2 separate regions of the Mus musculus genome follow, and region 1 is linked to region 2. Evidence: chromatin contacts called from public HiChIP or PLAC-seq data. All regions are on one chromosome and are shown on one strand. The core of a region is the stretch at or near the end of the contact, and the rest is flanking DNA. Distances in the headings are between cores, read along the strand shown.

Region 1 (5,379 bases), core at 1,988-4,487, 270 kb after region 2:
TGGTCAGAACATTGGCAGACACACAGGTTCGAGGAGTGGCCAGAGCATTGTGCACCTCTATTTTTCTAAATCAGTGAAGCTAGTTCTGCTAACACTGACATCTATCTTGCTAATTTCAGGGCTTCTGTGACCTTTTACATTCTGTCAAGATCTTTCAATATAAAATATACACATCAGAGAAAAGACAACCTCTTCAACAAATGGTGTTTAGGAAGCTGGATGTCCATACACAAAAGGATGGAACTGGGTCCTTGTTTTTCACCCTACATAAAACAGCTCCAAGTGGATCCTTGAAGAGCCTCAAAGTCGTATCTCAAAGTCTGGAATGCATAGATGAGAAATCAGGGAGTACATTCACAATACAGGACTGGTTGCCCAGGGAGGCCAATTATCAATACAATTAAAAGCAGGAACAGAGGAAATCGTCAATCAACTTAAGAGAATGCATATAGATTAGGAGAAAAATCTTAGCAAACTTTACATTCACCAGAGGATTAGTATCTAGAATATACAAAGAACTCAATAAAGTAAACATCCATAAAGGGCTGGAGAGAGTTCTCAGGAAATCCAGATGGCTAATAACCACTGTGCAGCATGCCCCACCCTCTTAGCCAGTTTAGAGATTTCACTCCACCCATCCAGCATGGCTACTCATCAAGAAAACCAAACATAAGGACTGGCAAGGACATGGGGAGAGAGGAACCTTTCTCCACTGTTGGTGAGAGTGTAGCCTGGTGCAATATGACAAATGGTAGTGTGGAAGTTTCTCAAAAAGCTGAAACTAGAACTACTATATGCCCCAGCTATACCATTTCTGGCCATATATCCTAAGAATTCCATATCTTACCATAGATACACGTGCACACCCATATTTATTTACTGTGTTTTTATTCAAAGTAACTAGGAACTAGGGTCAAAATACACCAACTGTTGCATGGATAATGGAAATGTGGTGTGCATACACAATGGGATTTTATTCAGCTGGAAAGAAAAACAAAACTTTTACCATATTTATTTACTGTGTTTTTATTCAAAGTAACTAGGAACTAGGGTCAAAATACACCAACTGTTGCATGGATAATGGAAATGTGGTGTGCATACATAATGGGGTTTTATTCAGCTGGAAAGAAAAACAAAACTTTCAGGTAATATGAACAGCAAAATATTGTACGAAGTGAGGGAACCCAGGCCCCGAAAGACAAATGCCACATCTTTTTTCTCAACGTGGATCTGAGTTTCAAACTTTGTACTTATGTACCTAAAATGGAGTGTCTATAGAGGTCAGTAAGCCAGAAAGGTCCCACAAGAGGGGAGGGAAAGAGGCCTCAGTGTGGGGAGGGAAGAGTAGAGCACATGCAATTTGACAGAAGAGGGCAATACTGGGAGCTAAGGGGTGAGGGCAGGGGCAGGGGTGAGTTAGCAGAAACTACTCACATATGGAAAGACTTATGGAAATTCAACACTTTGTATGCTAATTAAAACACTTTTAAAAAGGATTTTGAATGACGGGCTAATAACAATAAGAACTTTAAGAAGTTTAACACTAAGAACATCCCTTACTTATCCAGGCATTTGGAAGCAGAGGCAGGAGAAGCCCAAGTGTGAAAACAGACTTGACCGCATGGTGAGTTCTAAATTAGCCAGGATCATATAGCGGGTGAGACCTCTCAAAACCATCCCACCCTGACCAGGCCAGGGATACGGCTCAGTTGGCAGAGCCCTGAAGTAGAAACACACTGTTGGAAAACAGCCACAGCTGACCTGCTGCATTCGAGTTGCTGTGAACCTTGAATCTCTAAAAATCCAATTATCTGTTAAACAAGAAGATTAAAGGATGAGAAATTTGGTCCATAGAGAGCTACAATGTTTGAGAATTCTTTTCTCCTGAGTAACGGTTAATTTCTTACTCCTTTTCAGCTTGCCAGAACAACTTATAGCTAAATTACTAACGGATGATAATTCCATTTTTATATAAAATGCGTGGAGATTCTTTTTAAATGTTGAAACAGACTTATCTTGGAGTCAGGTGTATAGTTTGGCAGTACAGAGCTTACCTAGCAGCTCAAAGGCTTTGTGCTCCTACCCGGAAGGCAAGAACTTGGCTGAATTGTTTCTGCTTGTTCTTCCTTAACCTGTTATTTTCTTTGGAGAACATTTTTTTTTCCTTGTCACTTGCACTGGTACTCAGGATTGCTGGTTTTATATTTTATTATTTTCCAGTGGCATCGAGACTTGAACCCAGGGTCTCAGTATGCTAAACTCATGCTGTCCAACTAAGCTTCTATGCTCAGTTCTCAGCCTCAACCGTAATACTGAAAACATGGACGTTGACACCCCTCCCCCACACTTCAGAGATGTACTGATTCGAAGTGTGTGATTGTGAATGGGTGCGTGCAGCAGTGTAAACAAGCTCTGAGGCCAGTGGGCAAGAGGAAAGGGTTGGGTGTCTTCCTCTATCATGCTCCATTTAATCCTTTCATGTAGTCTCTCCCTGAACCCAGGGTTGGGATTTTCTTGTCTAGGCTGAAAGCCAGCAAACCTCATTGATTTTTCTGTCTCCACCTACCTTGAAACTGGGGTATTAAGAGTCTGAGATGCCTGGTTCTTTATGTGGGTGCTGGGATCTGAACTCTGGTACTTATGATCGCACAGCAAGCACTCTTAGCTACCGCTCCAAGTGGCCAATTCTCCAAGACTACGTACATTTCGAGAGATTGATTAAATGGGAAGAGGTATATAAACCCTGTTTTGAGAACCCATTGTATCCTGGCACTGCACTTATTCTTAAGGAGACTCTGGGAATGAAGCAGTGAAGAGCACGAAGTTTGAAGTGGGCAAACAGCATCTGTTTTGCAGCCTTGGGCTATGCAGGAGAAGCCAATTTGTAGGGCTCAGGTAGCGGTAGGGTGGCGAAGCTCAAGCTAAATTAAGCTCAAGGACCCTTAGAGGATCGCCAGGTAGACTGTGGGCCACGGAAGCAATCACGAGGGTTGGTGGAGACGTTTGGCCTGGAGCAGCAAGAGGGGCGGGGCAAAGCGGGGCTTGGCCAAGGGGCGTGGCACAAGGAAGAAGAGGGGCGCTAGGACAGGCCGGATGCTAGGGTAGAGCGGGAGCTGGGGAGAGGTAAGGATGAGGGCGGAGCTAAGTGGGGCGGAGCCCAGAGGAGGGGGAAGATTGATTGGGGAGGAGCTGCGGGGAGAGGACGGGAGCTGAGGGGGACAAGGGCGGGACTAAGCGGGTGAAACAGAGGGGCGGGGCCCAGGACGGGGCGGGGCTAAGGGGGCGGGACCGGGCAGTTTCTGGCGGCAAGGCTGTTTGTTACTCGCGCAGGTCTGGTGGATCCTGCCTGGCAGCTGCAGGGCGGACTCAAGAGCTCGAGGCAAGGGCTCCTTTCGCTTCCCGCGGCCATGGAGCGGCTGACGTTGCCTCCTGGTGGTGCGGAGGCAGTGGACGAGTACTTGGAGTACCGGAGGTGAGGCCTTAACTCTGCTCCGCGGGGCGGGCTCCTGTTCACGGACTCTTGTCCGTCCGAGCACGGTGGGACGAACCCGGACCCAGCGGACGAACGTACTAGCGCTCTGGGAGTCTGTTCGGGAGGCCTGGATTAATTTCACATTTCATCCTCTGTAATTAAATTTGCAGACACACAATTCTATTCTATAATGAATCTCTTCGGAGACCACTTGAGAGTCTCCTTTGCCAAAAGGGATGATTAACTACTTTTAAAATGGATCCCTTTTTGTTTCTCTTAGTGACAATTGATTTACATATTGGGTCTATAAAAGTTAGTAGATGTCAGTTTATACATCAATTCAGTGCTCTCCCAAACCAAGGGAGATGGTTTTTGGACTTAGCTTCCGAGACTCCTCTCTGGAAGCAGGGAACACAGCTGCTTGCTCCTTTGGCTCCACACACATCTGCCCCCAATTCCCATAGCCTAGGAGGGGTTTCTTCTTGACAGCTGGGAAACTGGGAGAATAGAGGTTACAGACGACTTGGAGAATGTGTGTGCACAAAGGAAAAGCCAGATGTATAGAGCTTCCCCCAAGTCATTCGTGGGGTGTCCAGGCAGTTGGGTTTCCCAGCATATTGCCCCAATAGTGTAGTTTTGGGTAATGCTTAGAACTTTCTGAAGATTCTGAACAGGAAATGTGAGATGGAACAGCTTGATCAGTCTGTCTTAGTTAGGTTTCTATTGCTCTATTGAAACACTGATCAAAAGCAACTTAGGAGGAAAGGGTTTATTTCAGTGTATAGCTTGTAGGCCATGATCCAGGGAGGCCAGGCCAGGGGCTAATGCAGTGCCCCTGGAGGGTGCTGCTCATTGCTTTGCTGTTCATGGCTTGCTCGGCCTGTTTGCTAATAGCATAGTAATAGTGAGCTGGGCCCTCCTACATCAATCAGAGGTCCTGCCACAGGCTTGCCCACAGGCCAGTCTAGTGTGTATGTGTGTCATTTTTTCTCAGTTGAAATTTTCTTATTTTTTTAAAAATTCTTTTTAAAAAGGAATTATTTATTTTTTGTATATGAGTACACTGTACCTGTCTTCAGACACACCAGCAGAGGGCATCAGATCCCATTACAGATGGTTGTGAGCCACCATGTGGTTGCTGGGAATTGAACTCAGGACCTCTAGAAGACCAGTCAGTGCTCTTAATGACTGAACCAACTCTCCAGCCCTCATTTGAGATTTTCTATTTCTGTATGACTCTAGCTTGGGTCAAGTTGACATAAAACTAGGCAGTAGCACCCAGTCTTCATGGTAGGTTCACCGCATGCTCACCCTCTTACAGAGCACGGCTGGCTTCTTTAGTTTTGCTTTCTGGCTTTTCACTTGTCTCTTGTCCAGAAAATGGTAGGGACAGGCTCATGGAAAATTATTTTTTGCAATCGTAAATATTATGGAACATTTCCCTTTAGGAGAGATTATTGCATCAATAAGATCTGAGAAACATGAAGACTCGGCCTTCCAGATATCAAAGGGTTATTTGGGGAAGGCATTCCAAAATGATCCCTATCAGAAACCAACTTTCCTATTGTCAGGGGCCAGGCCTGTAATCTCAGCCCTGAGGAGATGTCTAGGAGGGTAGTGAGTTCAAGATCAGTCCAAACCACCTGGTGAGAACCTGCTGAAAAACTAAAGGCGAGGCTGTAGCTCAGTGGTAGAGCATCGCCTGGCAAGTGCAAGGCCCTGGGTTCTGCAAAAAGAAAGGCCAAACAAAACACGTTGCCATTTTTCTTTAATTTTTGACTTGCCTTTGGTGGGAGGCATCTGGGAGAGAGTTTAGTCTTTTTCCTCACAGTGTCAAAAGATGGGGCACCTGGGGGCTTACTAGAAGATCAGGGTGTTAGACTTACCCAGGCTCAGTAACTCAGTCC
Region 2 (5,325 bases), core at 2,429-4,928:
ATATACCAAAAAAAAAAAAAAATCCCACAGCAATGAACTTATGGGAAAGACTTCACTACATGCCCCTGTCCTCATTGGCTGGGTGACAAATGTAGCTCTTTTTGTTTGGTTTGGTTTGTTGGGGTTTTTTTTGGGGGGAGGGCTTTTGGGGTTTTTGTTTGTTAGTTTTGTTTTTCAAGACAAGGCTTCTCTGTGTAAACTAGACTTGCCTCAAACTCAGAGATCTGCCTCCTGAGTGCTAGGATTAAAGCACACCACCGCCCAGCAGACGTGACTCTTAAGAGCTCGGAAAGTGGAGATGAGCTAGAAGGAAGTTGTAAGTCAGATCTCAGAGGTGCCAAGATGTGGTCCAGTTGGCTTCTCCACAGACCAATTTGTCTGAGAGAGATGTTAACTAAGCACAATGAAGCCACTGCTGTAGGGTTCCTGTCATAGTCCTGATTCAGCCCACCACTTTCACTTTCTTGTATAACCAGGAGAGCCACAGTGTGCACAACAGTACCTTAATCGAAGCTCCCGCAAAGCGAGAAAGCTGTTTGATGTGTTGGCCCTGCTTGCCAATGATGGCGCCAACGGACAGGGCGGGAATAAACAGATGCACAGTCTCCGTCTCTGATTGCTGTAAGAAAAGAAAGCCAGGACATGAGTGCTTCTTTGCTGCCAGATAAATCCCCGGCACCTTCCCCTCGGGCACAGGCACTCTCATACAGTAGGAGTGCTCGGCAGGTCATGGAGAACCGTACAGAAGTAGTCGGAGCTTACCTAGCAAGCCAAAGTTGGTCCTAAAAGGACCCGTCATTAAAACCTCACCTTTGCTACACAAGTTTTCCTAAGTCTCAAAACCTCATTGACTTATCCTTTGCCTTCTTTTTTTAATATTTAAAACATGTAGACTACACACCAAGGTGGCTTCAGACTACACATCACAAAGTAGACAGCAGTAAAGGATACGGATGTCCAGAGCTTAGCCGCCCCCTTCTTTCTCTCCTTCCTTCTCCCTCGCCTCCCCTCCCCCCCTCCCCCCCCCCCCAGTCAAGGATGAACACTTGTGCTTGCAAGGCTCTTCTACTGATCTAGGCTTTTAATTCCTAAACAACAGCTCCTACATACGGAGAGAACACACCATTCTATACTTGGCACACATAAGACAGAATTAAAAGGGAAACCCATTTACTTTAGTAACAAAACACTGTAAGACACTTCCCTCCCGCACACTTCTTTGCACTCCCTTGGCATCTTATCCACAAATAGCCAGAAACCATTTTGAAAGCTAAGTCCTTTTTTGTTTGTTTTTTCTGAGACAGGGTTTCTCTGTATAGCCCTGGCTGTCCTGGAACTCACTCTGTAGACCAGGGTGGCCTCGAACTCAGAAATCAGAAAGCTAAGTCCTGAAAGGTTGTGGACAGATGGACTCGTGCTTCCCTGCTTCACACTGGTCACGTGTGCCTTCTCCAGGCTCATGTCACACAGTGGTCACTCAGAGACAGCTCGGTGACCAAATTCCTCACAAGGCCATGCCAAGGTGCAGTGCCAGCAATGGAGCGCGTTCTAATGGAGCAACACCGCTGCTCCCCCAGCTTCTTCTCTAGTCGCCTTCTGACAACAGGAAGCCTGCTCCAGGAAGGCTTAACGTTAGCACCGGTGGGGGTGGAATGAAAATGGCCCCCATAAGGGGTGGGCACTACTGGGAGGTGTGGCCTTGTTGGAGGAAGTGTGTCACTAGGAGATGGGCTGTGGGGTTTCAGAAGCTCAAGCCCAAGCCAGGCCCAGTGGCTCTCTTTTCTTGATGCCTGCCAATCCCGATGTAGAGCTCTCAGCTACCTGTCCAACACCATGCCTGCCTGCATGCTGCCATGCTTTCCACCATTATAATGGACTAAACCTCTGAAACTGTAAGACAGCCCCAATTAAATGTCCTTTACAAGAGGTCATGATGTCTCTTCGCAGCAATAAAACCCTAAGACAGACACCAAAGAGTCGGGGGTGGGGGGGGGGGCACAGGTGTCATGTTGGGCCATGAAGATGTCAGAAAAGAGTGCAAGCAACTGAGATGGAGAAGGAAGCTCAGGCTTAAGGAACCTGCTCCTTGTGGCTGAGATAATTGGACCTATTTCTATTCCTATTTAAACATTTTTGTCACCTATAGTTAGGATAAATTATTGTTCTGGAACCTGCTACATGTAAGAAGTTTGTTTTTGAAAAACATATATAGTGGGGGCTGGAGTCATATCTCAGCTGTTAAAGAGCACTGGCTGCCCTTCCAGAGAACTCAGATTCAACTCCTAGCACCCACACCAGTTCCAAGAGATCCACCCTCTTCTTTTGACCTCTGTAAGCACTGTGCATATGTGCTGCACAGACATACATGCAAGCAAACCACCCATACACATAGACACCACCAACAATTCTGAAATAAAAATACAATGGTGGGAAAAAGGTAAATCACCAATAAGCAATAAAACAAATTTGTGCTTTAAAGAAGATGTTATAGGTTCACATCTCTAGAGATGGAAGGAGCTATTTACAGTAAGAAATTTAAAGATGGGGCATTGGATCTCTGAATTCAAGGACAACCTAGTATACAGAGCTAGTTCCAGCAGAGCCAGGGCTTCATAGAGAAACCCTGTCTCAAAGAAGAAAGAAGCAGGGTATGGTGTGGCTGAATTTTAAACATGAATGACTTGGTGAGAATTTCAGAACTGTCTCTTGAATTAGCTCTGGGAAAGGAACAGCTGAAATGACCAGAGTACAATATCACAACAGCAACAAAGTGCAATGTGAGGAGTCTCTGCTGGCCTGAGCGTGACAGAAGCTGCTGCTCTGAAGGCACGAGGGCCTGCCCAATAGAGCAATCCAAATCTGAAGTAACTGTGCTTTTCATACAGGAGATGGTGCCCCAGACAAACAGTAAGTCATGTGCGCTATTGGCAACATGTCTTCAGTGACTCATCGGCCATCTGAAGCTGGAAGAGGGCGTTTCTGAATATCACCCATCTCCCCTGGCTTCAGTTCTGTTCCCCCAGCCATCTCACTGGCCATAAATTATTTCACAAGGGAATTTTCCTCTGAGGCACAGGCAGCTCGTGGAAACATCTATCCACTTGACTGTCTGTACAGTGTGTTCTCACACGGAATCCAGCATTGAGAAGCTGTTTTCAGGATCTACCCCAGATAAGCACACCATTTCGTCTTGATGGACAGACCTAAGCAGACAGAAGAAAAGCCCCTCAACATCGTCCTTTTGACACACTCACTCCTTGGGTACAAGTTCTCCGCCCTGAACACACATGAGACCCGTTCCTACACACACTTGCTGACACACTCACTCCTTGGGTACAAGTTCTCCGCCCTGAATACACAGGAGACCTGTTCCTACACACACTCTCTGACACACTCACTCCTTGGGTTCACTGCCCTGGACACACAGGAAACCCATTCCTGCATAGACTCTTTGAGGATGAAAGACAGCCACGGGACGCAAGCTACTTCCCAGTGGATTGCTGCCAGATGCCTGTGGCAAAGCTTCCTTCGGACTCTTGGCAAGCGCTGCTCTGTGTCTTGAAATAACGAGAGCAGAGCTGTGAGGCTGAGCATTTGCGTAACTGGTGAAGTCTGCCAGTGAATAATTCCTAATCACCCGCTATCGAGAAGATACACGCAGCAGCAAACAGTGAGGTTAAGTGTATTTACTCTGCAGGCAACACAAACTCGGGCATCACAAAGGCATGGAGACGTGCCTGGCAGCCAAGAGATCAGCCACCAGGAACCTGGCAGGGTGCCATTGTTTTCCTTTGGCCTCTAAGATAGGTACTTGGGGGAGGGAGGAGTTGTTTTTAACTAGATTTGGGTCTGGAACTAAAATGAAGTTTACTCAACTCTATGACCTCAACAGAATACTAAAGCTTAAGAAAGAAAGAAAAAGGAAGTTTTCCCCCATAACCAAGTATGATGCAGTGGTTTACTTGCCTAGAAATGTTTACTGCACCCACAGTGAAAAATCTTAAGGACTACGAGATCCTACCTGGCTTTAGAAGGAGACAGGAACTTGGTCTGGTTCTTAGAGTGCCTCTGGTGACCTACAAAGAATGCTCACTCATCTTTCTTGCCCCTGTACTTTCCACCTCAAGGCCAAACTACTATCTTGGAGCCTTCAGAGAAGAGTGTAAAGAAGCTACCAGGTTTATGAAGACAAGAGCCCACAGGTTGATTCCTGCCAACCCAACTGCAAGCTGCCAACATGGCCAGCGAAGACACCGAGCATGCACGTTGCCAGCTCCAGCTCTTGGCTAGTACTCTGGCTGGCAACTCTCACTTCCCTACTGTTTGGGCATTTCTGAAAGGAGCATTTCCTGTCATTTATAAACGAGGGTCTTGCCAATTAAGTACTGAGTGAACTAGGTTCCAGGCAAGAACTAGAGACTCTCTGAAATCTTTTGAAAGATACATCACTTTGGCTGGTTGGAGAAATCAACCTCACAGGTTCTGGGAGAGAGAATACTTTGGAAGGATGAGTGAGTAGAGATCTGGAATGGAACAGGGGCAAGAAGTTTATCCACAGACAGCCCATTCCTCTCACACAGCAGAAGTAAATAAATCTACATAAAGAAGACAGACAATTCTAAAAGTCCATAAAAAGTCGTGGGGGTGGGGGTGGGGGGTGGTTTACACATCAAAATCTACTTCTCAGGGCTAGGGAGATGTGTTAGTCAATAAATGAAAGCCTGAGTTTGGAAGCCAGCACTTATGAGAAACCAGGCACAGCAGCATGCACCTATACATCTGAGCATCATCTACACAGGGGACTCCCTGGAGCTTACTGGCTGACAGCTGAGCCAGACCAATGAGACCAGATTCAGTGAAAAAAACTTTATTCCAATTTACTCCAAAAAATAAGGTGGAGGGCTACAGAGATGGCTCAGTGGCCCAAAGTACTTGTCACATAAGCATGAGGATCCGAGGCGAGGCAGGCAGCTGCCTCGGACAAGAATGAAGTCTAAGACTGCACCCCCAACTCTGACTTCCACACCTGAGCTGTAGTGCATGTACATCCATACACATGTGCATGCCTACATGTACACATACACCATATAAAGAAACACAAACACATACCATATAGACTCATGAACACACAGAAACATACAATAGAAAAAAATAGGGCAGAGATCAAGAGGATGATGCACAAAACCGATCCCTGATCTCCACGTGCACATTGATGCAGTGCACCCTACAAATACATGCACACTCACACATATGTGCACACACACACAAACTCCTCTTAACAAGCAATATGCATTTATAATAAAAGCAGAGATTCACTCTTAACCC

The links. HiChIP or PLAC-seq counts read pairs in DNA pulled down with a chosen protein or histone mark.
Region 1: a contact with region 2 is called in an HNF4G HiChIP or PLAC-seq map of pancreatic cancer cells. The contact joins the promoter of Fam221a here to the enhancer-like site in region 2. A contact is called at or near these places in 5 of 39 promoter capture datasets (the 3T3-L1 cell line, embryonic stem cells, liver and 2 more), 1 of 484 Hi-C or Micro-C datasets (uterus), 6 of 115 datasets of contacts at active chromatin or transcription factors (embryonic stem cells, pancreatic cancer cells and stem cell-derived neural progenitor cells) and 3 of 9 other capture datasets (adipose tissue, liver and pancreatic islet).

The regions. Positions count from the first base shown.
Region 1 is chr6:49,364,502-49,369,880 of GRCm38.p6, forward strand. Fam221a (family with sequence similarity 221, member A) reads left to right here and starts at 3,238. Exons shown (of 7, transcript NM_172727.3): 1 at 3,238-3,472. The coding sequence starts at 3,408.
Region 2 is chr6:49,093,638-49,098,962 of GRCm38.p6, forward strand. Igf2bp3 (insulin-like growth factor 2 mRNA binding protein 3) reads right to left here. Exons shown (of 15, transcript NM_023670.3): 11 at 503-619. It also overlaps a transcript of Malsu1 not described here. Among named protein-coding and RNA genes, the nearest start is that of Malsu1, 23 kb to the left of the region's middle. Within about 2 kb of position 3,679, at least 177 of the 459 cell types and tissues checked have an H3K27ac peak or open chromatin away from gene starts, as enhancers often do. A contact at or near this core is called in adipose tissue, pancreatic cancer cells, pancreatic islet and 2 more, where this site is marked.